Linked DNA regions of Mus musculus: regions 1, 2, 3, 4, 5 and 7 are each linked to region 6. Evidence: chromatin contacts called from public Hi-C, HiCAR-type, HiChIP or PLAC-seq and promoter capture Hi-C data. All regions are on one chromosome and are shown on one strand. The core of a region is the stretch at or near the end of the contact, and the rest is flanking DNA. Distances in the headings are between cores, read along the strand shown. Region 1 holds the start of Serpinb2 (serine (or cysteine) peptidase inhibitor, clade B, member 2). Region 2 has its middle 23 kb from the start of Gm20753. Region 3 has its middle 71 kb from the start of Zcchc2. Region 4 holds the start of Zcchc2 (zinc finger, CCHC domain containing 2). Region 5 overlaps Zcchc2 (zinc finger, CCHC domain containing 2). Region 6 holds the start of Vps4b (vacuolar protein sorting 4B). Region 7 overlaps Gm41927 (a long non-coding RNA gene).

Evidence for each region. Promoter capture Hi-C pulls out the DNA fragments that hold promoters and counts their contacts. A called contact is a pair of places that touch in the nucleus more often than the background predicts. HiCAR-type assays count read pairs that join an accessible place to other places. HiChIP or PLAC-seq counts read pairs in DNA pulled down with a chosen protein or histone mark.
Region 1: a contact with region 6 is called in a promoter capture Hi-C map of the HPC-7 cell line. The contact joins the promoter of Serpinb2 here to the promoter of Vps4b in region 6. A contact is called at or near these places in 1 of 39 promoter capture datasets (the HPC-7 cell line) and 1 of 115 datasets of contacts at active chromatin or transcription factors (bone marrow-derived macrophages).
Region 2: a promoter capture Hi-C map of pre-B cells shows a contact between it and region 6. The contact joins the enhancer-like site here to the promoter of Vps4b in region 6. A contact is called at or near these places in 8 of 39 promoter capture datasets (the HPC-7 cell line, HPC-7-derived erythroid cells, cranial neural crest and 6 more), 5 of 484 Hi-C or Micro-C datasets (B cells, the G1E-ER4 cell line and erythroblasts), 7 of 115 datasets of contacts at active chromatin or transcription factors (bone marrow-derived macrophages, embryonic limb bud, embryonic stem cells and 4 more) and 1 of 9 other capture datasets (liver).
Region 3: a Hi-C map of B cells shows a contact between it and region 6, with 18 read pairs. The contact joins the enhancer-like site here to the promoter of Vps4b in region 6. A contact is called at or near these places in 5 of 39 promoter capture datasets (the 3T3-L1 cell line, embryonic stem cells, hippocampal neurons and 2 more), 1 of 484 Hi-C or Micro-C datasets (B cells), 13 of 115 datasets of contacts at active chromatin or transcription factors (the NIH/3T3 cell line, astrocytes, bone marrow-derived macrophages and 7 more) and 2 of 9 other capture datasets (adipose tissue and liver).
Region 4: a contact with region 6 is called in an H3K4me3 HiChIP or PLAC-seq map of the SCID.adh cell line, with 14 read pairs. The contact joins the promoter of Zcchc2 here to the promoter of Vps4b in region 6. A contact is called at or near these places in 7 of 39 promoter capture datasets (cranial neural crest, embryonic stem cells, frontonasal cranial neural crest and 4 more), 11 of 484 Hi-C or Micro-C datasets (B cells, CD4 T cells, CD8 T cells and 7 more), 16 of 115 datasets of contacts at active chromatin or transcription factors (the 230-238 cell line, the SCID.adh cell line, T-cell acute lymphoblastic leukemia and 12 more) and 3 of 9 other capture datasets (embryonic stem cells, liver and macrophages).
Region 5: an H3K4me3 HiChIP or PLAC-seq map of pro-B cells shows a contact between it and region 6, with 5 times the contacts expected there. The contact joins the enhancer-like site here to the promoter of Vps4b in region 6. A contact is called at or near these places in 5 of 39 promoter capture datasets (the 3T3-L1 cell line, the C10 cell line, hippocampal neurons and 2 more), 7 of 115 datasets of contacts at active chromatin or transcription factors (the 230-238 cell line, T-cell acute lymphoblastic leukemia, large pre-B cells and 4 more) and 2 of 9 other capture datasets (adipose tissue and liver).
Region 7: a contact with region 6 is called in a HiCAR-type map of fibro-adipogenic progenitors, with 5 times the contacts expected there. The contact joins the enhancer-like site here to the promoter of Vps4b in region 6. A contact is called at or near these places in 3 of 39 promoter capture datasets (cranial neural crest, liver and pre-B cells), 4 of 115 datasets of contacts at active chromatin or transcription factors (the NIH/3T3 cell line, embryonic stem cells, fibro-adipogenic progenitors and 1 more) and 1 of 9 other capture datasets (liver).

The regions. Positions count from the first base shown.
Region 1 is chr1:107,509,281-107,513,307 of GRCm38.p6, reverse strand. It overlaps Serpinb2 (serine (or cysteine) peptidase inhibitor, clade B, member 2), which reads right to left and starts at 1,798. Exons shown (of 8, transcript NM_011111.4): 1 at 1,724-1,798.
Region 2 is chr1:106,147,100-106,150,805 of GRCm38.p6, reverse strand. No RefSeq gene overlaps it. Among named protein-coding and RNA genes, the nearest start is that of Gm20753, 23 kb to the left of the region's middle. Within about 2 kb of position 1,570, at least 20 of the 459 cell types and tissues checked have an H3K27ac peak or open chromatin away from gene starts, as enhancers often do. A contact at or near this core is called in B cells, bone marrow-derived macrophages, pre-B cells and 1 more, where this site is marked.
Region 3 is chr1:106,059,106-106,063,261 of GRCm38.p6, reverse strand. No RefSeq gene overlaps it. Among named protein-coding and RNA genes, the nearest start is that of Zcchc2, 71 kb to the right of the region's middle. Within about 2 kb of position 1,296, at least 26 of the 459 cell types and tissues checked have an H3K27ac peak or open chromatin away from gene starts, as enhancers often do. A contact at or near this core is called in B cells, stem cell-derived neural progenitor cells and trophoblast stem cells, where this site is marked.
Region 4 is chr1:105,989,098-105,993,324 of GRCm38.p6, reverse strand. Zcchc2 (zinc finger, CCHC domain containing 2) reads right to left here and starts at 2,919. Exons shown (of 14, transcript NM_001122676.1): 1 at 1,618-2,919. The coding sequence starts at 2,535. It overlaps Gm7160 (predicted gene 7160), which reads left to right and starts at 3,043. Exons shown (of 3, transcript NR_151625.1): 1 at 3,043-3,153; 2 at 4,222-4,227.
Region 5 is chr1:106,029,334-106,033,411 of GRCm38.p6, reverse strand. It overlaps Zcchc2 (zinc finger, CCHC domain containing 2), which reads right to left. Exons shown (of 14, transcript NM_001122676.1): 13 at 2,179-3,660; 14 at 1-1,316. The coding sequence ends at 1,249. Among named protein-coding and RNA genes, the nearest start is that of Zcchc2, 41 kb to the right of the region's middle. Within about 2 kb of position 2,456, at least 42 of the 459 cell types and tissues checked have an H3K27ac peak or open chromatin away from gene starts, as enhancers often do. A contact at or near this core is called in microglia and pro-B cells, where this site is marked.
Region 6 is chr1:106,794,501-106,798,177 of GRCm38.p6, reverse strand. Vps4b (vacuolar protein sorting 4B) reads left to right here and starts at 1,453. Exons shown (of 11, transcript NM_009190.2): 1 at 1,453-1,757. The coding sequence starts at 1,731.
Region 7 is chr1:105,904,587-105,908,599 of GRCm38.p6, reverse strand. All of the region lies in intron 2 of Gm41927 (a long non-coding RNA gene), which reads left to right. Among named protein-coding and RNA genes, the nearest start is that of Gm41927, 28 kb to the left of the region's middle. Within about 2 kb of position 1,974, at least 116 of the 459 cell types and tissues checked have an H3K27ac peak or open chromatin away from gene starts, as enhancers often do. A contact at or near this core is called in the NIH/3T3 cell line, fibro-adipogenic progenitors and liver, where this site is marked.

The sequences.
Region 1 (4,027 bases), core at 549-3,048, 710 kb before region 6:
CACAGAAGGGACAGATAATACTAAACTAGGACTTCAGGTAACTTGATAGAGAAAAAAAAACATTGCTAAGTTGAGTGAAATTTTTCCAGATCTATTTACTCCTTTATGAAGTCATCTCAGTCTGGGGATGTGACTGAGCGCTAGCTGTGCTGTGGCCTGTGCTCAGACCTCTAGTTTACCAATAAATAAAAACATTGAACTAAACAACCTGAATTATTCTGAACTAGAGAGGTGGTCCTTGAACTCAGCATGCAGCCAGGAAGGATGGAGAACTTCAGATCCTCCTTTGTCTGCCTCCCAAGTGCTGAGATTACACCTGTGTGCAACCCAGCCTGATCTACGTAGTCCTGGGGATTGAATCTGGGACATCATGCATGCTAGGAAAGCACTTCACCATCTGAACAACAACCCTTGTTCCCAAATTCTATTTTTAAATGATGTGTTGTTAATTACATTTACATAAAAATGGTAGTGTCTTTACTGCAATCACCTAATTACTTCTGCCACATTTTGTTTAATGGGAATAATCACATATCCCATCTCCTTTGGGATTTCTGCTATAATAATGAAAATGTGAAGAGGTAATTAGTGCAGAGCTAATTAATTTCAGCATCTGGACTTTTCCTATAAATTCTTCAAATAATATTTGAAAGCTTCAAACTAGTATATATATATATACACATAGTGGTCCCTGACTCTTGGACAAGACCACATCTTACACTTGGATAGGATGAGGTTATAGCATGATGACAGGATAATAAGCCATACAATTCCATATGCTTCCAAATATGACACTATTATTAGCATTAGGATGAATAAATGGAAATTATCTGCTGGGTGGGGCTCTCTCTTCTTTTTGTTGGTTCCTGCAATACAAGTTTGGCAAATGCACTGGTGAAACTTGGCAGAGGTGATGAATTTGGGAGGTACCATAGGCTCACCACCTGCTACACTCCCTCTCTGAATTAGACCTGGATGTTAAATTGGATTTTTCTGCAGCGTTTCAAACATATTTTAGTGTGTGTAAACACATAATAAAGATGTTTTTAAATTGTTTTCAAAACTCAGTAAAAACTAAGATAAGGCAGTAGTGATATGGAAATATACCATCAAAACTAAAACAAATTTTCCAAAAACTGGTAGCAGTATTTTAGTTGATAGTTTCCATAATGAATAATTATCTGCTTGATAAAGGTTAAATTGTTAGTTTGGTTAATCCATCAGCTAATTTACTTGATATTTCTCTTTCACAGAATTGATCCATTACAGAACTAGGTCAAATAAATACATTGTGATACTGGATTGTCCTGACCCAAATTTTTCCTTAATTTTTATAGGTTCAGGCTGTTAACTTTAGGTGAAAATTGAACTTCACATATTTATAAATATAAATACATTACAACAAATTATTTTTATATAAAAATGAAATGCTTAATTTCAATTTTAAGTATAAACATTTTAATATTTGTAGTTATTTATGCCTGATTTTATATCAAACCAATAGGTAATATAAAACATACATATTATATAATCTGCTCAGTACTATTATCATTGAAACTGCAATAGATGTACATTTCAATTTCAGTTTGGCTAGTGATACACAGGCATTTGCTGACTTCTAAGACTCAAAGTCAAGCAGTCATAAATTTAATTCAAGTCTTAAACCAAAATATCTTTAGTTAAACAAGCGAAAAAGAAAATATGGTTCAATTCCTTTACTTACCCTCTACACAGCTCAATATAGTAACTATTGCTATGAAGGAGGAGAGAAGAAAGACGCCCTGGATTCACTAGAGATGCTCGGGGGAATTGCTGAAACACTGTATTACCTCGTTATCTTCTGAGCGGCTGACACACAGGAAATGCTTCTTGGAAAGCTGGCACTGTGTGGACAAGGTAATGACTGGTTTTATAAGACTCTGCCCCTCCCACACAGCTCTTTTTTCAAACTTTTTAATTTGTATTCTTTGTATGATTCAACATTTTACTCATAAAGACATCATTAGAAAAGAAATGCTTGCTTGTAATACTCAGTTTAAGAAACAACTAGAGAGTGTGATGTCATTCAAAATTCAAGAATTTAGCAATTTCCAATTTTAAATCTATTAGCTGTAATCTGCACCACTCACACTCATGTCTCCTCCTTTCTCACTGCATTCAATGACAGCATGAATTTCATGATACTCAATCCACCTTTGGACAGCCACCATCTGTGGGAGTCTTTACAATAAAGGATGTTGTCTTTTCTTCCCTTTGGATCTACAGGGAATCAAAAGAACCTCCACACAAAAGAGGAAAGAGAAAAAAACACACTTGATTTTTCTAATTTAATAATTATTTTAAACTATGATTCTCTCAGGAATAATAATCTGAAATAATTCTAACCTACTGTCTCAAGACACACCCAAAGAACTTTTCATATGGCCTTGATCACACCGCCAGTATTAACCTACTTTAAACAATGACAACCTACTGCTTATGTTGACTTATAATTGGCAGAAACCTATACATGCTAATTGTAATCTTGAACACTCATTTTGGAAATATTTCCAATTTTCTAAAAACACTAAAAATGTTAATTAAAAATAGACAAAAATTACACATAAATAAATGTGATATGAATCTAAACATTTTCATACTGTCATAATTTATTAGGAAGAGTTGGAAACACATCTACCAGATCACTTCTCATTTCTTAATTGTACATTTATATGGAAGCACATACATAAGAACATGGAAAGTGCCACACTTCATGGGGTACTCCATGCCTTTGACTGGAGATCTGGGATGAAGACCACAAATGTCATGTCATTCCATTAAACCAAGGGGTGCATTTTGGGCTGATATGTACTCTTTTACAAGCTGTGTTCTGTTCTTTCTCCCTGTAAATACTCAGTTGATGCTATTATCTGCTGAACCCATTCTCTTTTTGGTTTCCATCTCCTAGATAGCACCCACTGGTGTATTTATGTGACCAGCTAAATGTTTTATCAACCATTCCCCATCTCCACATCAGCAGCTCTGTTTCCTGAACATGTCAGATGAGCCTAGACTTTGCCCACACTTTGTTTCACTTCTTTTTCAGATTAGGCTATTTCTCATCTTTATTTATTCAATTAAAGTTCTTCCCCTCAAGGGAGACATCATTGTTTTTCCCACTGGTCCAAATCTCTGACTTCTATATCTTAGGATTTGATGACGCTCATTCTGATTCCTATAAGCCTCAGGGAACTTCCAGTTACAACTGCAACATTTAGAATTGAGCCTGCAGTACAATAATTAATTTTGTCCTAGCTGCTCCCTCAAACTTGGGCTTTTATCCTTAGGTAGGTAATTTGATTAACCTATACCAATAAGAACACTTTAAGTGGCTTCTTGCTAAATTATTTTTCGGCGAGTTGAGGACAGTGCTGAATCTCTCTAGAAAGGTCTGGTTATGTGGTGCATAAGGACAAGGATGATGAAAGATTGTGAAAGATCTGTTTCAAGTTTCCCTTTCTCCACTTTCTAGTTGTATAATCGTGCATCTATCTCTCACCTTCTATAAGCATTACTTTCATAACAATACCACACAGATGGGAGTGATAATTACTTAGATGACAAGCAAGCCTCTTCCGCAACCATTACCCTCACTTCATCTGTATATTATTCAGATACACCTTGACCTCAAGGGATAACCTCTGTTCTACTTTATGACTTCTGGGAGAATTGGGGGATGGGTATGTTCTCAGAAAACAAAACAAAAACAAATTGTTCCAGATGAAAAGGGAATATTTAAGGAAAATGTTTATGCCCTATACCTATCTGCTGCCATGTCAGTGCCTTTGATTTTATGACTATGTGATACCAGAAGGGGCTGCAGCCATGTTATTCAGAGGGCAAGGCTGAAATTGTTTTCAGATGGCAAACCATACCCTTGATACCAGAGCTCCTCCAAACGAGCACCTTGAACCACTTAACTTCCAATTTCTGTTATTATTGTCATATTATTGTCATATTATATGCATTTATGTTAAGCATTGTTATA
Region 2 (3,706 bases), core at 321-2,820, 650 kb after region 6:
TCAAAATACCAAGCGGCATTTCATCTCAGCAGGAATTCCCGGAAGTTGGAAGCTGCTCTCAAAGGAATTAAGACATGCCTGGACCAGAGGTCTTAACCTAATATTGTCCATTCTTCCCACATTCCCTGGAATGATGCTGAGGACACACAGGTATAAAGGGGAGGCTCAGGCAGGGGAGGGCTGTGTATTTAATCATGCCCTATCCACGTTACGAGGACACATACTATGAGAACAGATGTACTACACAAACAGATCTGCTTGGGAGACCAGGAAACCTCGGCATGGATGCTTTTCTTTTACCTTATCTTGGCTACAATCAACTCGAATAACAACCTCATTTTGAAATTATTGAATTAAGGAAATACACTTTTTCTATTTGTATTTCTATGAGTGCGTGTGAGTGTGCATGTGGCATATGTGTGTGTGAATATGCACATATCTGTGTGTGTGCATGTGGGGATCTGAGACTGGTGATGGGCATATTGTTTTCTCTTAGCCATTAGGCATGTCTCTCAGTCAAACCCAGAGCTCCCCAATAACTAGTTGCGCTAGCAAGCTTGTTCTGGGGTTCCCCTGTCACCTTCTTCTGGATCTGGGATTACTGGTTGACACACAATTGACCTTTATGTCCTCAGATTTGTAAGCCAAGTACCTAGCCACTGAACCATCTCCCCAACTCCAAGAAATATGTATTTGAGGAAATCACAGTCTGCTTTCCAATCACTCCCAAGCCAACCCAGAGAGTTGGCTCAGGGAACCGGGTGGTGGGAATAGCGGATGGGGGGGAGGGAAGATCAATTGATCTCTGTTGATAAGACAGTGGTTACAATCAAATGCCCTGATGCCTTCTGCTGCCTGCCTCACAGACCCACCAGAAATGGCAAGGGCCTGGGTATGATATCCATCATATCTCAAGGGTTTTATGCTTGAGAGGAATACCTCATGATGGACTAGAGGTTCTATGGCACAGCAAGATGAATCCTCCAGGAGAGGTGCTTGCTGTCAAGTCTGATAATTTGAGTTCAATTCGTGGGGGAACCACAGGGTAGAAGAAGATAGTAGAATTCTGTCCTTCTTACACTCATGTGCATGAACTCACACAGCCATATATGCAACGGCATGGCTGAGGAGAAGCTCACTTGCAAAGACTTTAAAGGTCCCAAAAACCAGAACACACATCACATGGTCCGATAGAAGCATCAGGAAGAATTGATGCCTGATATATTTTAAGTCTCTGAAATAATTTAAGAAAGGAAGTATTAGTTGTGTTAATCTCTCTCTCTCTCTCTCTCTCTCTCTCTCTGTGTGTGTGTGTGTGTGTGTGTGTGTGTGTGTGGAGGGTCATGTAGCTGAGGCTTGCTTTGAATTATCTTATGTAGCTGAGGCTGGCCCATAACTCACAAGTGCCTGGTTCCCCTGTTTTCTTCAGAAGTCAACTGCTCTATCACAGGACTCTCTTCTATGATACTATTTTACTGCAGTTAAAAAAAGTAATCCCCTCCACCTCAGACTGCATGAAATTAGAGCAAGTGAAAGGGCAGAGAGACCGAGAAGCAGTAATATGCTCCTCTGCGTGACGGCCAGGGTTGTTAAAAGGAAAAGCAAACGTCGTCATACATTTCCCTTTTTAACCACAGCCCAGCAAGTGGTCAAAATCAGTACAGATATAAAAATAGGGCCTCGGCACCCAGTTCTCAATACCATGTATTGCTTTAATGTTTACATAGTCCCTTTTCCCTGGAACAATTTACATAGAAGACTCTTTCCCTCGGTCTCTATGTAAAGAGGTAAAGCAGGCCAAAAAAGCACATAGCCTGCGATCTCAAGCATGGCCACATAATAAAACTGTACCGGCTGTGCGATGAGACTCATTGCTGGAGGGGACTGGACTATTATTAGCACTTGAGGGCAAATATGAGATCTGGCAGCTCCTTCATTAGCCAGCCTCACACATGGTGGGAAAATGGCTCTTCATTTTCTGAAAACTAATCTCAAATACTGAATGTCTATTTTGGCTTGTGGTATACTGGCGACTCAAAAATGTTTAATTATCCATGTGTTTGGAAGAGGTGATATACACATGGAATTTATAATAAAGAAAATGCTAAAGAGTTTACAGGGGAACGCCTGTCTTGACCTCGCTCTCCAGGGAAAGCCTGCTGTCTTTTGTTTTATTCACAAAGATTTCCACGCACAGCCGTCCAAGCTATGCTTCCTTTCATCCTTCCCCGATGCTTGGCTATGCTACCACACTTACACAGATAATGAGCTTCGGTCTATTTAACAGATCAAGGTAGAACCTCCTCAACACACAAAATGCCTTGATTTTTACCTTAACAACACTGTTTCTAAAACTACTGCCTTATACTTTATAATCCATAAAATGTACCCACTTGGGGGACTAAAGGAATAGATCATTGGTTAACCCAAATTCCAATCCCAGCATCCACATGGCGGCTCACAACTCTCTGTAACCCCAGTTCCAGGAGATCTGACACTCTCTGCCAGGCACCAGGCACACACACACACACACACACACACACACACAGTGCACTGACATAATGTAGGCAAAACATTCAGGTACTAAAAAATGATTTTTTTAACTCGAATGCACAATTAAATAACTTTGAAGAACAGAGTTTTGCACTGTGATAATATTCATTGCTCTCCCCAATGTCTTACAAGATCCCACCTAGCTCCTTACTCATTCAAGTTCCCCCCCCTCTCTCTCTCTTACACACAAACACACACACACACGTACACACACACACGTACACACACACACACACACACACACACACACAAACTGAAACCAAAACCTAATAAGACAAAAAAAACAAACAAAACAAGACAAGACAAAAAAAATTTTTAAAAGCCACCAAGTCCGTTTTGTATTGGCCAGCTTATCCCTGGGCATGGAGTGTGTCTGATACACCCAATGGTACTCATTGGAGAAACGAATTGTCCCTCTCCCAGCAGGCACCAGTTGCCAATGGTTTCTCCCTTAGGAGTGGGACTTTGTGTTCACTTGCCATTCTTAGTGTGAAGATTTTGTGTGCTTTGAACCTGTGCGGGTCCTGGGTGTTTTTATATTTTCAACTAAGGTTTTACTCCATAGCCCAAGCTGGCCTCAAACTTGTAGTGATTCTCTTCCCTCAGCCTCCCAAGAGCTTAGATTACAGACATGGGCACCACCTGCCACGGCTTGCACTATGTCATCCTACAGCCTAGCTTTTGAACGGTTTCATCACTCCAGTGGACCCCTCCTGCTGCTTATGGTTTGTTTCCAGTCCTTCTTGAACTCTTAGCAACTGCTTGTCTGCTTTCTATCTCCCTAGGTTTGCTTTCCTTGGATAGTTCATAGAAACGGAACTAAACAATGTGTGGGATTCTATAACTGGCTTCTTCCACTTAGTGTGTGCTGAGATTCATCCATGTCATAGCATGTGTCTGAAACTTTTTTTCTTGTTTAGGGATGAATAATATTCTGTTAAGTGGATGTCTAGTTGACGTAACAGAGTCAATTGGGCTGTCTCTAATCTGAAACCATCATGCTTCTATGAAACATTATAGATGGCCTGGACCATATACCAGATGCATGCATGCATGCTTGTGTGTGTGGCATATGTATGTATGTGCACATGTATGTACAGGTTCACTTGCCCATGCGTATCAAAGGTTGGCTTCTGGTGTCTTTCTCCATCCC
Region 3 (4,156 bases), core at 47-2,546, 730 kb after region 6:
CCTGGAACTCACTCTGTAGATCAGGTTGGCCTTGAACTCTGCCTCCCAAGTGCCGGGATTAAAGGCGTGTGCCACCAATGCCCGGCCTGCACCTCCCTTCTGAAGTAAGTTAATATACCCACTCTGAGCCCACTCTGAGCCGAAGATGCCGTTCAGTTGATATCATGCTTGCCCGGCACACACAAAGCCCTGAGATCAATGCAGTTAAGTAAATACTGCACAGACTAGAAGTGTGGCCTGCACTATGGCAAGAAGGGCAAGAGGGGTAAAGTCATCCTTGACTACAGTGTTAGCGGGACCAGCCTGGGATGTAGGAGACCGCCAAAAGATGCTGATTTTGAAAGGGGTGTAACTAGAGTAAATAATTCTGACTAAATTGGTATAGAAAATTATGATATTCTATGTGAGAACAGGCAGTCTAATATTCCAGCCACTGCCCAGGAATTGGCCTTCTGTTGTGCTTATAACAGAAGAGTCATGGGTTCGTAGCATATTGGTCCAGGACACACTGCTGACTGCACAAGGAGTGATTGGTCACTCCCTAGTCTTCTTACTACCAGAAAGATTAGGAAAGTGTCTACTGTGGCTTCTATATAGGGACCTTCTAAGTTTCAGAGCTGAAAGGGGGAGGCCGAAGGGAAAGGAAGAAGGGCAACAGAGAAGAACAGAGCTGGAACCGAAGCCTGGACCTCAGTGGCATTAAATTAAAACACAGTGGCAGGCTCCTGTGAGCAGAGAAAGGGCATTTCTGCTGGGCCACAGTCAAGGCTCTGCTTCCCCCAAGGGATGTTTGCTACCAGACTTTGCAGAGATCCCTGCAACCTTCTAGAACTGCTCACGATCCCTGTGGGCAACCCCTCTGTGCAGCAAGCCCAGGACCAGAGTGCTTTAGAGGACGGTCATAGAGTTTACAGCAGATGCTAGTCTGGAAGGGAGGCCTCCAGGGGCCTCAGGTCTCTGTTTTTTTTAAGTTGTTTGAAAGGGTAGGTATTAGGGTGACATGAAGAGATCTGAGTTTCCCAGGAGTTCAGGTTGTGCGGTCTGGGGTTTTGACACAGAGCAGAGGTTCTAAATGATAACTATTCTTGTTAGTTGCTCCAGAATCTACAGAGGAGGCTGAAAACCTTGAGAATGAGAAAGAACAAGAGGAAAGTAAGATGGAGTCACTGATGACAACTGCCTGTTGCCATAGTGACAGATAATTGTCCTTGGAGCTCTGGTTCACTTAGACTACTTCCTTTCTTCTCTGTTAACAGGCCTAAGCAAGCACTTGTATTTGGGGATGTTGGTTCCCATGGAGAGTAGAAAAGAGCTAAGGCATCCCTGCTAGGGCCGTTCTATATGAGTTGGGGCAGGGCAGAAACACCAGATCCATCTTGGATCAATCTTAGGACTTATGTTAGATGTCTACAGAAGAGAGCCTGTGGAGCTGCCCAGACAGGGCTCATTAGTAGGCAAGATGACCTATTTATGTGCAGGAAGCAATATGCACTTTGAGGAGCCCTAAGGAGGAACTGGTCAGCACACAGTCAGGCCATATCCTGGCTTCCAATTTGGTGCTCTTTCTATCCCCCCACCCTCCCCCAGTGGGAATTGACTGATGTGATTGGTCTTCTGTTGTTACCCTAGAGGAGTCTGTGGCCCTTAGGCAGTGATGAGAGTTCGCAGGTGTTGACACCAAAGGCCTAAAAGATACAAACCTTTTTATGAGGTAGGAAATCCTAGATAACACAGTTTTCTGTGATTACCCCTGGGGTAGACCATAGGCCTGCTGAGCTGTGGAGTCCTGATGGTCATAAAGGACAGAAGAAGAAAAAAAGAACAATGTATTTTGGTTGTCATGGCAATATTTGATCAGCTGTTACAAGAACAAGTCAAGTGGGATGAACCCATCTGTAAGCAGAAATAGAAAGAAAAGGCGGGAGGAAAGTCACAGCTGTGGCTTTAGCAAGCGTGGGAAAGTCCCCTGCTTCTGTATTTAAGATGCTAAGAAAGAAGATTGAAATGAGTTTTGATCGGACCCAGGCTTGTCAGTGGCAGGGACACTTACCCACCCCATGCAAGGCCCTGACCTCCACCCTAACTCTGAATATAAAAAGAAGGAAGGTTGGATATAAAAATAATGTTGAATGGCAAGGACTCAGAAGTTCAGGAAGGCATCTTAAGTGGGCACTGATGTTAAGCCTTGGCAGCAAGATCAGATGAGGAAAAGGGTTTCTGGACTGGCTTAGCTGGTAGAGTTCTTGCTTAGCATGCTTGGAACCCGAGATTAGACCCTCAGCACTACAACTACCTGGCATAGGCCTGTAACCACAGCACCAATTAGTAGGATCAGGAGTTTACTCAACCACAGAGGGGTTTGAGGCCAGTGTGGTATACAGGATCTTTCAAAATAAACAACCTAGCTGGGCATTGTGGTGCACATCTTTAGTTCTAGCACTTGGAAGGCAGAGGCAAGTATGCTGGCATCAGGACCTCCCAAATCTATGACATTACATAGGCAACAGCACGACCTGAGACCTGCAGACCAGTCTCAAGAGCAATAGGCACCATATTCCCAACATCCACTTGGCTCATCTCCCACCTTTACCTGTGTTATATCATTCTCCATATAAATAAGGAGATCACCCCTCCCTCTCTCTCTCTCTCTCTCTCTCTCTCTTCCCCTCTTCTCTTTCTGCCACTACCTTGTCTCTCCCTTCCAATAAAACCTCTTCCACGTGGAACTGTCTTGGCCTAGTGTGCTGTTGAGACTCGACCCACCATTCTAACACATCAAGGCAGATCTCTGACTTCAAGACCAGACTGGTCTACAGAGCAAGCTCCAGGACACCCAGGGCTACACAGAGAAACCCTGTCTCTAAAACCAAACAAAATCAACCAACAATCAAAAACCAAGAGAGAGAGAGAGAGAGAGACAAAGACAGAGAGAGACAGAGACAGATAGACAGAGACAGAGACAGAGACAGAGAGACAGAGAAAAGCAAAGAAACAACCATTCTCCAGCAGCTATTTCCTATAGCCCAAGGTATCACTACAGAGAGAGCAGACTTTTCAAGAGAAAAGGTAAAGCAGTATAGAATCTACATGTAGAAAAGATTGTTTTTTTAATTCATATTTATGTGTTTGAGAGTGTGTCTGAGTGCCTGTGGATGCCAGAAGAGGTCATCTGACCCTTGGAGCTGGAATTACTGGAGATTGTGAGCCACCTACTGTAGGCTCTGGGAATCAAACTTGGATCCTCTAGAACAGCAAGCACTCTGAACTACTGAGCCATCTTTCCGCCTTCTAGGATTCCTGACCAGAAACAAACACATAAGAAACTTATTAGATTTCTGCAACAATTATTGTTAGAGAAATCAGGAAGTTAACCTCATCTTTCTCAAATTTTTGATTGAGGCAGACTTAGCATGAAGCTTTGGATACACTATCCAGGAAAGAAGTTCACAAACCTAGAATGTGCTAAGGAGAAACCCATCCCCAGGGAAGACTTGCAGACTTCCAAGGGCTCACAGAAAACAGATGCGGGGGCCTGAGGCAGACAGGTCACAGAGGGCTGTGGCTTTGCGACTGTACTGGCAGGATGAGATTGTTCTAGAGACAACTGTGTCATGGTCCCTTAACTGAAACATTGGAATCCAAGGAGCTTGAATTTCACCAAGTCCACTATGGGGGATTGGGGGAAAGAAGGGAAAGGCAGATGCCTGTTACCAACCGGAAGAGGAACTTACCCCCCCCCCCCCCAACACACACCCCAGGAAGAGATTCTGCAGTGTTTTGATAATGTATTAGACTACCTTGTAGGGCAGACTAGCCCAGAGATGGTGAGCCAATGACAGACAGGGCTGCCTAGCCCAGCACTGCTTAGCATTTGGCTGTATTTAAAAGAAAGCTCCACTCTCTCTGTTACCCTAGGTTCAGGATCCTCTTTAGTGCTAAGTCAGAACACCAGCTGCAGCTTCTTCTCTGCCCTGTCCATGTCTCCTGTGGATCCCAGAGACTACAACCCTCTCCCCCACTTCCCCCACCTTCCCTCCTGTCTCATTGCTGTGTCCCAGCCCCCAACTCAGGAGAACACCCCCTGCTCAACCACAGGCCATGCCTGCCAGAAGACCAGGTAGGCTGCCCTTGTCCATGCCTCCTGTGGATCCCTCAG
Region 4 (4,227 bases), core at 1,670-4,169, 810 kb after region 6:
TTAGCACGTATCTACCCTCTCCGTCTGCTTTACAGTACCACATTCAAAGCAACATTAAGGGAAAGGAGATCCTCACAGTTAAAACTCTGCAATTAGTGCTGTACCTGTGTTAGTATACTATGAATGGAATGATGTAAACTGTTCTGTTGTGGGACACTTTCATCAGACCAAATTCAAGGTTATCTTATATTGTCATAAGAAAACATGTCCCCAACCTGCTCTCTTCTCTAAATTTAACAGCTCTGTGGTGTTGCTTTTCAGGTAGATTTAGTGAGTAGGCTGAAGGGTGAATTAAGCTTTTATTATCATTTACACAAACGTGTGTGCTGGTAGTAGAGACACTAGAAGATGGTATGATTTTACACTCATCAAGAAAACGCAAGGTATTAGTCTTATTACATCTGGATTTTGTTAAGATTTATAAGATAAAACATGAAATTGTGATTTCACAAATGCCTCACGGGGAAAAAAAAAGAAAGAAGTACTCAGCCTACATTATCTCTAAGGCAGGCCCTTTGAGACCTATCCTAAATGCCCAGGGTTCTTTGGTAATGAGTCTATACAATCATTAGTGAAACATAATGCTCAATTTTAGTTCTACCATATTGAATGACTGCTGATACATGTTAACTTTCAAGCGCGGAGGGAGGGAACACCTCCCCCCCTTAAAGTGGAAAAGCATGGCGTCCAAATCAGATCTGATCCACAAAAATAAGGTCTTAATCTACAGTTTTTACTGCAGTTGAAACATATCCCCATTAAATCGCCATTCTTAAGTGGTTTATTGGGCCTAATTAAATTACTTTCAAGACTGTAAAAATTCTTTAAAGTTTTCGATAAGTGGATTCCTATGTACTAAATGTGTTTTAATAACTCTTTCAGACAACGTTAATGCCTAAAGACCTAAGAGATCACCAGACCCCAAATCTGAAGTAGAAATCAAGCCCCTTAGGAAAGCTTGTTTGGTAGTCTGTTAAAGGTTTAGCCAGGCCATCCCAAGTCTTTACCTAGATGACCGATTTTTGTACTTAGGTCAGCCAATTCATAGGTCTCCACAGAATACCCACCGGAACACACACACACACTCCCAGTGAATACAAAGTTCTCCGACTAAAAGCCAAAAGACCTATTCAAAACCTTAATTAGCACACACTAAGTATAAAAAGTTCCTTATGCCACAGTAACCTGGCAGTGCCAAGGGGTAAGGCGGTTTTTAAACAGGCTGAGACTAGGAAACAGCCCACCCAGGGCTAAACGGACGGTGGTTGACAGCCCCAAGCGCTTGGCTTTTCCCCTTGCACCTAGCACCCAAATACTCGAGCCCAAAATGTCCCACGAGCCTCCTAATTCTGAGGTCTAGGGTCAGGGAGCTCCAGTCTTCCGTGATAACTCGTGCACATCAGAAGAGAATTCTAGAGCATTCTGTTATGGCGGGTGGCTCAATGTGCATGTGGGTGACTGGAAATGAGCCACCCAAGAAAATGACGATGACTACCCATGGCTGAGAGCCGCGGAGTGGTTATTCCGAGACACCTGCATGAGGCTGGGGTCAGAGCTGGATTCTGAGGCCCGCCGAGGCGGAGGCCGGAGCTGCGACTGCACTTCTTCGCACCTTACCTGGGCCCTGGAGCCCGCAAAGTTGCTGGGCTCCACCTCCGCGTCCTCCGGCTCCACCCGGAGTGCGCTGCGGAGCCTCTCCAGGTGCTCCCTCAGGGTGACCCGCTGGTGGAAGGAGAAAGCCGGGTGCAGCGAAGCCATGGTGAACAGCAGCAGCAGTTCCTCTTGGGCCCTGAAGCCGAGCCCGCCTCCAGTCCCGAGCTTGGCGCAGCCACTGCCTTCCGGGCCGGGGCCGTCCTTCTCCGCGTCCTGCTCGCCATCGCCACTCGGCTCGTCCTCCACGCTGCCCCGCGAGCCCTCGGCTCGAGTCGCGCGCAGGCTTCTGAGCACCGCGTCCACCTGGGGCAGGAGGCGGTGCAGGCGGCCAGCGGCCTCTCTGTTCTCCGAGCCCAGCAGCGCTAGGTATACGATGAGGCGCGAGCGCACGGCGGGCTCTCGGAAATCGGCCAGCGACCCTGGGTCCGAGAGGCCGTTGGCCTTCGCCTCCGAGTCGCGCAGGTAGTGGTAGTCCTTGCGCGCCAAGTCCTCCAGGCACGAGCCGAGAAAGCGCAGCTCCAGCGGGTTGCACAGGTCCAGCAGCCCGCACATGAACTCAAGGCGCTGCGCCGAGCCCAGCACCAGCCCGAACCACTCATACACCCGCTCCTGTTCGCGCAGCGCCGCCGCGTGCCCGCCGCCGCCCGGCATGCCCGCGCCCGCCGTCGGCCCGCTAGCAACAGGCGGCTCGAGCCCCCGGGGCGGCGACGGCGGCGGCGGGGGTCCCCGCGGCAGGCCCGTGGGCGGCGGCGGCGGGCGGCAGTCGCGGCGGCGGCGCAGCGGAGCCTTTGCGCCCGGCCGCGCGTCCGCCTCGGGCTCCTCCGCGTCGGGCGGCGGCTCGCTGGGGTGCGTCGACTTCGGTGGCAGCTTCATCCTCAGCATCCTCAGCTAAGGCGGTGCGGACATGCGAGCGAGGGAGCGGGGGCGGCGGGAGGAGCCGAGCGCCCGGGCGGCGGCACGGCCGTCAAGAACGTTGCCCCTCCATGCCGCCGGGGCGGGCCGGGGGCGGGTCTCGCCGACCGGGGACGGGGGGCGGTGGCCGGCCGGCAGCTTCGTCCCGGCGGGAGGCGGGGCGTGACCGCGACGGCTCCTCCCCTGGGCTCTGTGCCCGCTGGGGAGTCCGGTGCGGGAGGAGCAAGTCGACGAGCGCGTCCTCCTTCCGCCTTTCCGCGTCCGCACGGGGCTGGCGGTGACGGCCTGAGCCGTTCCCTCTCGAGCCGGCGCTGGCAGAGCGGCTTGGCGAGGAGGAGGAGGAGCAGCGGGGCTGGGCGGAGACGCTGGCGGGCTCCGCGCACCGCACTCCAGCCAATCAACGTTTAGATCTGGCGTGACGCGAGCTTCTCGTTTGCCCCCCCCTCCCCGCCGGGAGCCGCCCTCTCTGAGAAGCCACGCCCACCTCCTGCTATGCTGCAAGGCTCTGGCACATCCCGCGCGGTCCTAATGCTTGATGGGTTCCAGCAGACTGAGGACGTGGGTTTGGGACTTTCGGACCACGGCGAGGTGAGCTTGGCCCGGAGCGGCAGAAGTGGGCGAGGTTCGCGTGGGAGGAGGGACATCGACTTAGTTTTTCTTGAGAGATCTGACCGTGCCGTGGCTGCAGACCATCTTCGCGTCAGCCACCGCCCTGGATCACGCCAAGTGGGTTCCCAGCCCCTGCCGCCTCGTGAACTCCGCCAAAGTCAGCCACGGGAGATTACCATATTCTAAAACTTCACCTGGACCGTTGGTGTGAACGCTGGGACGAAGATCCAGGAGTTAGGTCGGGATGTAGAGTGGTTTTGGGCGGCGAGCGCCCTTGCTCAGGCTGGCTGCAAGGTGCTGCTTTGGGCCGGGTATCCGGCTGAGGGGACCCTGTTGCTGGGGGTGCTTGGCCTAATGGTTGCATCTGGCTTGCAAGGTTAAGTTTAAGGACGCCCTCCTGCCCCAAATCTATGGTTTGCGCAATCACTTATTGCCTACGTTTTAGTTCCTATCCGTGAACATTTGGAATTCTTGAGCTGGTGTGAATTTCCTGTAACTCTTTTAAACAATTTAATAAGTTACTGTCTTGTCAGGGTTTTAAGTTTTTAAGCGATATTACATTTTTAAGTTTTGTAGACACCGCCCTCCCTATGACTCTTTCAGTGATATGTATAGCCCAACCATAAAAATCAATTTAAAAACCAAACCAACCCAAGGGGCCATGATTGCTCTCAGAGCCATCAGGACCATCCTGTCTCATTTGTGCTGGAGCCTGACTGCCGGTCAAGAGTTCTTGGCATGCTGTTTGTCAGTCCATGATTGTAAATAAATATAAATCTTGTGCCCAGGGGCGGGGGAAACAGGATTATTATTATTATTATTATTATTATTATTATTATTATTATTTGAGGGTCCATAATAGTAGTTTCTTTGTGTGTTTGCTTTTTAAAATTTCCGACAGTTTTAAATAAAGAACTTATACCACATAACCAAAGTAGGAGCGTGAGAAAATTAAAAGCCACACTAACCCTCGTTGAGAGTGTTGGGACATCTACAGAGTGTATAGAATCGCCTTTATCTCACAAACTCTGCGGCTTTATCATTTAGGATAAG
Region 5 (4,078 bases), core at 1,207-3,706, 770 kb after region 6:
GATGGTGGTACTTGTTCCTTGCTGTTGAATGCAGCAGTCACTGAAGATACATCCAACCTCCCAGATAACCTCAGTGCACTTCAGGAAATCAAAAAATTACCTGGAAGCGATTTAGTATATAGATTGGCTTAAAACAAAACAAAACTTTAAAAAGCCAGCAGCATTAAACTTAGTGACACGACACTGACATGATTAACAAACACCATCTCAACACACTCCACGCAGTCTTTCACATTGTATCAAGCATAGTGGTAAAGGGTTATAAAAGTGACTTGGCTGAGGAGACTCGGCTTAGGAAGCAGGTACCTGACTTTTGAGAAAACCCACTAGCTTCTGTTCTGATGCAATAAACCACACACATTGTAACAGTGTGACACTGCAACAGCCAGGTAGGGAAGAGGACATCTTCACTCAGCAGTGTCTGGGTAGGTCAAGGTGGCAGACGACAGGAAGCCCTGGATGTTGACTGTCATCACAGATACAAGCACACAGAGAAGAACATTCACACCAGTGTGTCCCCTTTGAGTCTCTCAGAAGTGTGATGGAAGGAACTGCTGTTTTCGCTCAAGAACAGCCTGTTTGTCCACTCCCCATTTGGGGCTTCCCGAGTCTGATTTCCTCTCTCCCACTTGTTCTCATGTTATTTGGACAGGTGCTGCATATATGCATTTACGTGATGCTCTTATGACATATATACATACTTCTTGGAAATCTGACGTCTAAAATTTACAGTGAAACATGTTGCCTTGGTTCAGACAGGTTACTGAAGTGTGACAAGGACACTGCTGAGCACCCTTGCCGCAGGCCAGGGAGAGAGGGTAGCTGGAAGAGAAGTTGGGTTCAGGGTCAAAGTGAGGAAAGCCAGGAAGAAGAAAACCATAAGACTGTTAACCAGTGTTGTGGAAACAACTAAGGTCAGATACACAGTTTAAAGATTCAGTAAACATTGCACACAGCAAGTAGTCAGTGTAAAAAAGCACACATCAATGTTTTCCGTTCAAGAGTTTGTCTGAAATTGAAGTTACAAGTGTCATACATGTAAGCCGGCTGCTGGACCAGGAGACCAGAGGCTCAGGAGCATCACATTCTTTCATATTCTGGACACAGGTAAAAGAGAAATGAAAACTCCCAACTGCATAGAAAGTGAGGAAATGGACAGACAAAGAAACAAAATACCTTTCCTTTCCTCCCCTCCACACCCCATGACTCCCCACACTTGAGTGCATTAAGTAGGCAAGCTTTACTCGTTCAGTCTGCAGAATCCAACGTATCATTAGAAGGGGGGAGGGGAGGTGCGTATCTCAGTCTGTAAGTGCCTAAAACAGGAAAGACAGAACGGCTAAGTCACCGCTTATGACTACACGCATCACAAACCACTACACAAGACTGCAAATGAGCATGCTTTCAAAGGCCTTTCCTCAGCACTAACTCCAGTCCAAAACAGCAAGTAAGCTACTCTCAAAAGCAGAGGAGAGCTTGAGCTTTAAGTATAACCTAAAGCTAATTAACTGGGTTTCCCTTTGAGGATGCCTAATTAATATACTCCTGTTTCAAGACATTCCCCAGGTAAGATCTGGCACAATGACAAATACAAAAGAACTGAATCTGGTCCCTTACCCACACCTAGCTAGTAAAGTGCATGTTTTTCTTCTGCTGTTAGCACTCTTCAAATTTACTCCCAAACTGGTGTTCACAAAGCTTTGTTGCTGTAAAGATTCCATGGCCTCTTGGTTTTTTGCCTTATGTGTACAGAATCAAAGGGCAGCAGGGGCTCAGATAGGAGCCAGCTGTGTGCACAGACTCTAACCATGTATGCGGGGAACTGGCTCACATCCTAGTTTAACCCGTCTGCTTCCTCTATGTACGAGGACTGTATTCTTAAACTACAGCCCTGTATGCAAGGAACCAACATTACAGAATGTACTATGCATGCTGTGCCCTGAGCCTGGACAAGCACCTCTGCCGTTCACTCCTTAGTGACAAACTAAACTTCCTCAGACCTTCCTCCATGACCTCGGGGCCTGGGTCTATGCTGGCCATCTCTGGCTGCATTTTGCTACTGAAAATACAACCTCTGTAAACAAACACACATACGGATCTTTCTGCTAAGACAGTACCACATAATCAAGAAGAAACTGGGAATTCAAAAACAAGTCCTCTGGGAGTTAGTGGGATTACCTTGCTGATTGGCCTCCATGGATGACTGCTTACAGTCTTGTGCATAGTGTCCGCTTACACCACAATTGTAACATGAGACATTCCCATTCTTCTTGGGCCCAGAACCACTGGTGTTGGCAACTACATTAGGTGCTGGATATACAGGATACAATCTCCCAAATCCTGCCATCTGCTGCATGCCATAGCTGGCTTGGCTCCCCATGACTGGGTCATGCACCAGTCCATTTGCATATGGAGTCTGAGGCAGAAAAAAAGGAAGTTGGTTTCCATTGCTCTGATGTGCTTGGTTGAGGTAGCTGCCATTGCAAATGGATGGCAGAGTGAAGAATGATGGGAGTCGGTACATTGGTCCAGGCATTGGGTTGGGATAATAGTAACTATTTAGCTGGAGGTTTCCATTGGTCCCGCAGCTGCACCTTCGCCCACAAGAACCACAGGGACCCATCTGCTGTGGTGGCACTATGGTCCCGTTAGCATTCGTGTTCCCCACAGCACTGATGTACGACGTGCTGTCGCTCTGTGCAGTACTGTGTGTCAAGGCAGGGCTGGGGCTCGGGGCAGGGCCTGGGGTGTGGGTGGGAACAGCAGGGGGAACTGTGGACTGGGATGGACTGATGCCTGTGCTTGCTGGCTGGGCAGAAGTGGCTGCGTTGAGCGCACTGGAATTCTGGGTGGGGAGTGCACTGGCAGCCTGGGGTGAGCCTGGAAAGGGGAAGGAAGCTGGTGGCTGTGCAGCTGAGAGGCCCGCTGCCGGAAGAACTACCTTCACATTGCTCGGCTGAGGGACTGTCCCTGTGTTCCCCTCAATCTGAGGCACCATTTGATTTAGTCCTACCACTTGGGGTGCGGATTTTGTGATGGGATCCGTGGTAGCCACAGGAGACCCTGGGAAACTACCTGGGTTATGGACAGGAATAAAGGCAGTGTTTGGTGATCCGATGCTCAGACTTCCGGTTGGTTGTGGTGGGATACTAACTGGACAACTGTCAGAAGATCCCTGTGGTGGCTGTAACTTTAGACTCTGTAATGTCAGCTGCAAAGCAGGCGCACTGCTGTGTGGGAGGAAGGTTGATGGGAGAGGTAAAGGGGAAGCTAACAACTCAAGGTGTTTCTCTGACTCCCCAGAAGCTGCCGGGCCTAGGATTCCAACAGGGGCTGAATTTGAGGATTCCATCACTGCAGAAATAGCCACCGCATTAGGGACAAGCATCCCTAAGGTTTTGCCATCTGCAGATTTGGGCGACGGAATGACAACTTGCGACTTCTGGGCACCGTTGTGCGTGACACAGTGTAGAGTTGGCATGAAGGGAATATGCGGGTACTTGTGTGAGGTCAGTGCAGCTTCCAAAAGATTCCCGTCCTCGGTTCCCAGGGAGACAGTCTCAGCAGGCGGCTTGACTGCGATGGTCTGGGCGACAGAGCCATAACCTGAAAACCTGGCTGACGACGGATTCACAGAATCTTCAGAATTGCTGTCTGAATCTATAGAAAACGTACAAATTCGGGTCAACCCAGGCTGAATTCCTATTTTTCATGTTAGAACTAAAAGCTTGGTATATTCAAATTAATTCTCAAGTCGGGAATGCTCCCTCTATCACATTTCCTGACTGCTCAAGCTGACTTCCTCTGATCTCTGGCCTGTAGTATGCTTTATCTCTAAAACATGGAGGAATAAGCAAAACAGCAATAAAACAGGGTACTGGAGTATGAAGACGTATGCATGTACTACTAACGTTATTACTGGGATAAGCATTAACAATCCACTCTGTGCCATCACACCTGATTTTAAAATGTATCTTATAAATGATTCAGTCAAGGAGTTTGCTCAGGAGAACATTTAACTCAAATGTTTCAGGGGAGAAATGGAATTAGTTAGCATCTGTACAGTATATACTCAACA
Region 6 (3,677 bases), core at 204-2,703:
GTAAACCTTTATGCACATAAAGAATTCCATTTCCATCTTATTTTTATTGAAAAGTTTTTCCATATGATATATCCTGATTATGATTTCTCATTCCCCAACTCCTCCCAGGTCCCTTCCACATTCCCACCCATCCACCTTCATGTTCTGCTTTCTCTCTCTTTAGAAAGCAAACAGGAAGAAAAAGAACCCAAAGAAACACATGCACACAAAAATTACATTAAAGCACAAAATTAGAAACTACAACATACAGGAAAAAGACAAGGTAGAAAAGAATGTTCAAAGTATGAGACAAAAAGTCTACAAAAATACCTTTGAGTTTGTTTGTGTCGGCCTAGGACCTGTCCTTAAGCGTGGTTTATATACCCGTTAAGGTTTCATTGGAGAAAATTAATTTTTCCTTTGCAAGTGAGTGTCATTGCAGATAGTTTCTTGGTTAGGGTGGGAGCGCTCATCCACTTCCCCCTTTCGGTGCTGGGACCCCATCTGACTTGAACTCTGCTCTTCAGTCCTTTTGTGACTCTGCTTCCTTGGAGTCCTCCAAACTCCTCTGGCTCTTAGTCTTTCCTCCTCTTCTAGATTTCTTTGCTCTGGGGTGGAGGGATGAAGATAGCCCATTAGGTCTCTCACTGAACACTGACTGTTCAGTTCCGGGTCTCTGGTTAGTTCCCATATACTACAAGAGGAAACTCCTTTGATGATTGGAGAGTGAATCACTGATCTATGGGTGTAGCAGAATGTTGTTGGGAGTCATTTTTATTGCTGTGTGTGTTTTTTTTTAATCAGAACAACAGTATGTGGTTTTCTCCTAAGACCATGATTATCCAGTCTAAAGTTCATGGCTACCCAAGCAGTTTTGTTCCATCCCATAGCTGGGTCTTATATCCAACCAGAGAGTGGCTGGCTATTCTTACATTTGTGCCAGTATTGAGCCAGCCTATCTGCAAGCAGCTCACCACTGTAGGTCCCACGGTTTGTAGCTGGGTGATGGTTACCTTTCTCCTCTGGTTCTGTGCAAAGTACCTCCCAGTACCGTAAACACTAGACAGTAGGGGTGAAGGCTCCATTTACATTTTACCATTTTATATACACAATAGGTATTTTATTGTGCTGGAATATAAGGAGCAGATAGCAATAATTTCGAAAAGAAAACCTTAGTTTGAAACGCTTGCACAAGAGTTGCAAAAAGAATTTTCGAATTCCAACGTACTTGTCATCCAGCTTTCTCTTAATAGCATCTGAAATGACTGTACTATTGCTTACTAAAACTAAAATGTTAATGTCCGATACATTAGCTGAGCTACACACTTTTGTCACACTTTTATGTTTTAACAACTGACGTCCCTCTCCAGCACCAGACTTCACTCCAGAATCCCCCACATGCCTTTAGGCTGACTTCCGCATCTCGGCTTCCTGTTCTCATTTCGCGAGAGTTCATTTGTGGCGAAACGCATCCTGGGTGACTGGTTAGCGCGTGTGCGGATGACGAAGCGGAAGTGCCCGGGCCAGAGGCGGGACCAGAGCCCTAAGGGGCTCGAAATTACGGAAGTTTTGTGCGGAGGGTCGGGTGGCTGCTGGAGTTCCTGCTGGATTTACGGCTCCGGAGCTGGGGCTGCCGCTGGGGGGGTCTCAGAGCCGCCAGCCTCCGCACGGTTTGCGGTGGTGACCCGGGCGCGACTCGACGGCGCTGCTGCGGGCCTTGTCTGTAGTAGGGGACCCCTCGGATCTCCACCATGGCGTCCACGAACACCAACCTGCAGGTACCGCGGTCCTTCTGGGCTCCTCTGGGCCCCTCTGGAGAGCCGGAGCCCGCGGGGAAGGAGTGGGGGCGGGGGACTGAGAAGCGGCCGCGCCCCTGTCCCCGGCGGAGGAGGGCGGGCCCGCGCAGACGGGACCCGGGCGAAGGGGCGCTTCCCAGCGGGGCCGGCCTTGGCATCGCCTCAGCCTCAAGGTCTGTGGGACTCTTGGTTTGCTTGTGAGATTGGAAAACAAAACAGCGGAGTTTGGGCCGAACTGGGCCGATCTCTCCAACCAGGAAGATCTCCAGTCTGTCCACCAAGAAGAAAGGAAAAGGGTTTTTTTTTTTGTTTGTTTGTTTTTGTTATTGTTTTTCCCAAAGCAGTACTCCGGACCAGTTTAGAATAAGGTTTGCCTTCTCAGTTCCTTACGCTGATAAACAAAGACGTCCAGGTATCCGGTGAATAGGCCAAGAACCTTAGGTTAGAGCGAGCCTGTTGGCACCATCCCCATGAATTCATTAAGAGTATGTTCTCCCGAATTACTGAATTTAAGATCAGGGAGTATTTTAATCTGTATCTTCACTTTCCCGCCCTCATCGCAAAACAAAAACAAAAAGTGTTTTCTAGGTACATTTCGGATTCCTAAGATAATGTTAGAAAGGGGTTATTGCTGCTTCGTGGAACGGTGTGCATTGGCAAATGTTTGTAACGCCGTCTCCCATCATCCTTGGTTCGTCCATGGGGTCCAGAAGAATAACCAAGACTTCTAGCCAAATAGGTTGGTTAGTTTCTTACCAAGGAGTAGGACAAAGTACCCTTAAATATTGGTCTTCTGGTAGTCAAATAGGTATTTGTTCAGTGTCTGATATAAGTAACAATGATAATGTAAACATATTTCCTTAACGTAGGATAATTGATTCTGAAGAAATTCCACCCAAAGGAAGGGCATTTGAATAGGGATCACTCCACACCAAGACGGGGAGTAGAGGTTTGTCTAGTGGGTCTTATCCTGAAACTCAACCTAAAAGATTATGAATGATTGCTCTCTTTTATAAAGTCTAAATGCAGCCATGGCTCATTTTTAAGAATTAAGAGTAAGTTCACTATTAATCTGTATGTATATTTTTTTTTCCACAGAGTTTTTGTAACCTTATATTTTGTAGCCCTTTTCGGAAAATGCTGGGGTTTTGTTTTGGTTGTTTTGTGGGGTGGTTAGTGGATTTGTTGTTGATGATTTTGCTTTTGTGAATGTATTCGTTGATTGATAACGGCTTTCCTGTGGATATTAAAGATAATTTCATTTGTGGTACTCATCTTTCTTTTTCAACATTTGTAGTTTGATTCTGTAACCAGAATGCATTGTATGTTAATTGGATTGTTGGATGTTCTTCAGTGAGCCAGTTAGAGACTGAAAAATATTAAAAGTATAGCTGTGAGTGGTAAGAAGGAGGGATGTTGAGCTACAGTTGTGTTAGTGGTTAGTTCCACTGTGGTTTTTCTCCATCAGACTTTTCAGCTTTCTAACCAAGAAAATTTTGATAAAGAATTGTTAAATGAGTAATTTCCCCAAGGAACAAAATAAAAATCTTTGTAAATAGATGCTTTTAATCTAATGCGGAATGCAAATAACCAAGAAAGCAAACAACAACAAAATGCCACCAGAATTTAAATACAATTCCATAAGATTATAACAGAATTAGAGGTTAGTGTGAGCTGGCATCCCAGAAGGGTGTATCTCACTCTTCCTAGGATAAGTAAGACATGTTTCTCGAAGGTGCTGAGATCTCAGATAAAATAGGCACCGACTGTGATTGGCTCAGTGTTTGATGTGATCTCATTGACTCCTCAGGACAGCTCTTCAAGGCCAGTGTTATTCCATTTTCACAGTATTAGAAACTCGAACTTCTTGAGGTGGTGGTGTGCCCAAAGAGAGATGCCGTA
Region 7 (4,013 bases), core at 725-3,224, 890 kb after region 6:
AGGAGCTGGAGGTTTGTGCTTATGGACCGCATACTGTGTTTATGGCAGGAGCAGTAACCTTCACAAGGATGTAAATAGCACCAGTATCCTGCCAGGCCCCAGTGTGTGAGCAGCCCTGGGGCTGTTTCTAGGCGAGTGTGTTGAAACTTACCACCCACTGATTTTCAACCCTGACCCAGTGGTGCAATGTGGATATTCCCCTGTTAGAAACGTGGGCCCGAGGCTAGAGATGAGCAGCTTCCCCGGAGTAGGTCTCACATTGCCCCGGTAGTGGCACAACTGACTTATAAATAAGTAAATTTGACTGGTAGTTTTATTTTTAGCACAAAATCATGCTAGGTCTTAAAATGTCTCTTTGGCCCAGCTCCCAGGCATCCTTCATACATCACCTGCTGTGAATGCTAACAAGAATACAAATGTGTTCAGTTCAGTTGAAAATCGTGGATTGGCTCTCCACTCCCTCGGCCTGATTTCTCGGGGGCTGCTCTGATTTCTTCACACTGGTGACTGTGGAGTCCTATTAGACTCGGCCAGTACACCTTGATTGGAGCTCTGTCCTGTGTCTAAGGATGGTGGTATGATTGTCCTGCGGCTCCAGAAAGACCACACCAGGCCAAACAGTTCCATCTGAGGTTTATTGAGAGAGAGAGAAGGGCAAGGTGACATTGAAAAGAGAAGGGGGAAGAGAGAGAGAGAGAGAGAGAGAGAGAGAGAGAGAGAGAGATCGATCAGAGGAGCTTTCCTTTATATATGGATGGTGACATAGTCACAGGTAAAGGTGGGAGCCAAGTGGAATCTGGGAATATGGTGGCTGTTGCCTTGGCAACAGGTGTGTGGGTTGCGCTGTTGCCTATGTGATGTCATGGGTTTCAGAGGTCCTGATACCAACATATGGAATATTGGTAGTAATAAATTATATGGATAGATGAACGCCAATAGCCCAAATGTCACATTGATGACTGTTGGCATTTCCTCTAGCCTCTGCCACACAATAACCTGGCAACAGCCAGGTGTGCCTGACTCACCATAAACAGGACCTCTTGCCTCTCCTCCCTCTCTCTCTCTTGCTCTCTTCTCCTTTCGCTCCCTTATACTTCGCCCCTCCCGTCTCCTCATGGCCCTCTCCCTCTCTCTCCACGTGCTCATGCCTGCCCTCCCTACCCCAACTCTATTCTATACCATACTTGGCTGGTACCTCAGGGGGGAAGGGATGCCTCAGCGTTGGCCCCGCAGAGGCACCTTCTTCCCCTACACCATGGCTTGCCTCCACCAAACGTATCTCTGGTCTCTTTCTTTTTATAAAACGCAACACTGACAATAAATATTCTCACGGCACTATCATGTTGGCGTCTGAACTGCAGAACTGGAAGCCAGGCCCTGGCCCTGGGAAGACAAGTGTTCTCCATCCTCTTTTTATTTGAGTCAAAAGAAGATAACCATAAAAAACAAATTTGGATAGGAAATGCTGGTCATTTTTAATCAACTAATTTTGTTGTAAACAACTGAAGAATAAAGATGTTTGCTACCAAACCTATGACCTGAATTCAATTCTCACAGTCCTCACCCAGAGTCTTCACGGTACAAAGAAAGAACAGACTCTCACAAGTTGTCTTATTACCTACATGCAGACACACACACACACCACACACACACACACACACACACACACACACCACAGACACATACACACACACACATACACAGACACACAGACACACACACACACACACACACCACACAGACACATACACAGACACAGACACACACACTATTTAAAAAATTGATACATCAAACATGTACATATTTATGGGGTGCTGTGTAATACCTGGGCATGTGTCTCTGTGGTATAATGTTCAAGGAAGGGCGACATCCCCTTCTTTTAGAAGCTTTGACACAGAGCAAGTGATGCAGAGCCCAGGGCATGACTCAGCACCTTGGCTCCACTCCCAGTGGGCACTCTCCTCTCAGAATCTCAGTTTCAATGCTGTTCTCTGTGACTCAGCTGTCGTGACCTCTTTGGGCAAGTTCCATTGCATGTCTCATTCCAGGGCCTTCAGTTGGAAGGCAAAGACTTATCATCCAAGCTGATGGACCAGTGGCTGCCACTTCCCCTGGGGAAGCCAGGAGTTCCTCTTGGGGAGGGTCCCTGGGTCAGTGCCAGGAGAGGAGTTCTAGGAGGAGAACTGGGGCAAAGTCCTTTGTGATGGAAGGATTTCTGAGGATGTGTTATCACAGCGAAGCTCACCAAGGCGTCTCTGTGTTGATATAAATAGTTCTGCATTGGCAGCAGGTAGAGGAGAGCCAAACAGTAACGAGCATTAGGACAAACAAACAGGGATGTGGGCCCAGCCACCGTTAGCCACAGTTGGCAAAGGCTGGGAGGTGGTGGCGGTGCTCGAAGCTGAACCAACAATGAATTCATCACTTGTGACAGAAGGGAGGAAGCTCTTCGAATAATTACAAGTTCAGATAATTAGAAAAGCACACAGGACAGGGCATTGGTTCAAGATGAAAACTGGCAAAGATATACACTAATTTGCCAGGGTCCATGTTTAAATATTAATGAACAAAGCATTAGTTACATGATGGATACTTCCCATACGCAAAGGCCTGTGCTTGGTAGATAAGGTGTGTGAGTGTTTGGGGGTGAGAGTTCTTTCCTTCCCTACAACATACAGAGAACACCACACGTGTAATTGGAAGGAAGATGTCTAGAAGTGCTGGATATGATAGATAGAATAAGTGCCAGGCAGGAAAGAGGTGAATCTGAGGGAGACATGGAGGATGAAAACAGGAGACAAGGATCCTCCTCCAGCTAGAGCTGCCACGGACCATGGGCTAAGTAGTCTAAGATGAGCCACAGGGGAAAAGAGAGTGGGGATGTGGATTCCTGAAGTATACTGGGCAAGTGCCCCCTCCCTCAGCGGAAGCCAATCTGAGTTCCCTGTGGATAAAAGCATCCCAGACTTAGGCCCCAGGGAGGAAGAGCAACGACGGGGATACCAAACCACAGACTACGGGAACTCCGGAAACTCCGGGAACGGCGGCAGAGACAGTGAAGCTGTGGGAGTGGACATATAACAAGAGATAAAATGCCCAGGGGCTCCAGAGAGGCCCAGTGGTTAAGGACGCAGGTTGCCCTTCCACACTGGGAGACTCACAGCCACCTGTAATTCCAGTTCCAGGGGATACTTTCTGGCCTCCTGGACTCAAGTGCATATCTGTACCCAGACACATATGCATATTCACAATTAAAAATAAAAATATTTAAAAGCTAGAAAAGGGGATTACAAAAATAATAAAGGCTCTAAAAAATGACCAGACAGATTTTCACAAAAAATAAAAACGGACATTCCGAAACAGAAAGAGGGAATGGAAATTAAAAAAGAAAATAGCAAGTTCTACTCAATAAGTGGGTAAAGCAGCACACTGGGGTATAGCTGCAAAGATCTTCTGTATTCCTTTATTGTCTTACTGAGGGGAGAGTCAGGCCTCCACACCTAAATACAAAATGATGTACTCAATATTCAACAGCAGCCAGCCCTTAAAGAGTCCACTTGAAGAAGTGGTTATGAATGTAACTTCATACACGTTTGCATTTTATTTTACTTTGAATGTGTCTGTGGGTTGGTTTGTGCACATGACTGCAGTTGCCTATAGGGGCCACAAGAGGGCATTGCATTCCCTTGGAACAGGAGTTACAGGCAGTTGGGTACGGCTTGTGGGTGCTGGAATCTGAACTCCAGTTCTTTGGGAGAACGGAGTGTGTTACTAACCACTGACCTGTCTCACCAGTGTCTGTGAGAATTTGGAATCCAGTGCCTTTGGAATTTACTATAAAATGCAGCTTGCATGTTATTCCCCAAAGTGTCTTTCATCTAGACTTGCCCGAGATTGTTTCCTGTTTAAGGTCCTCCCCTTCCTTCCAGTCCCTCATCTTGGAGGACTTTCCAGACACTGACTGTGGGACTTATTTCATGTTCTAATTGTGGAGCTGACATTGCGCTGTGGTG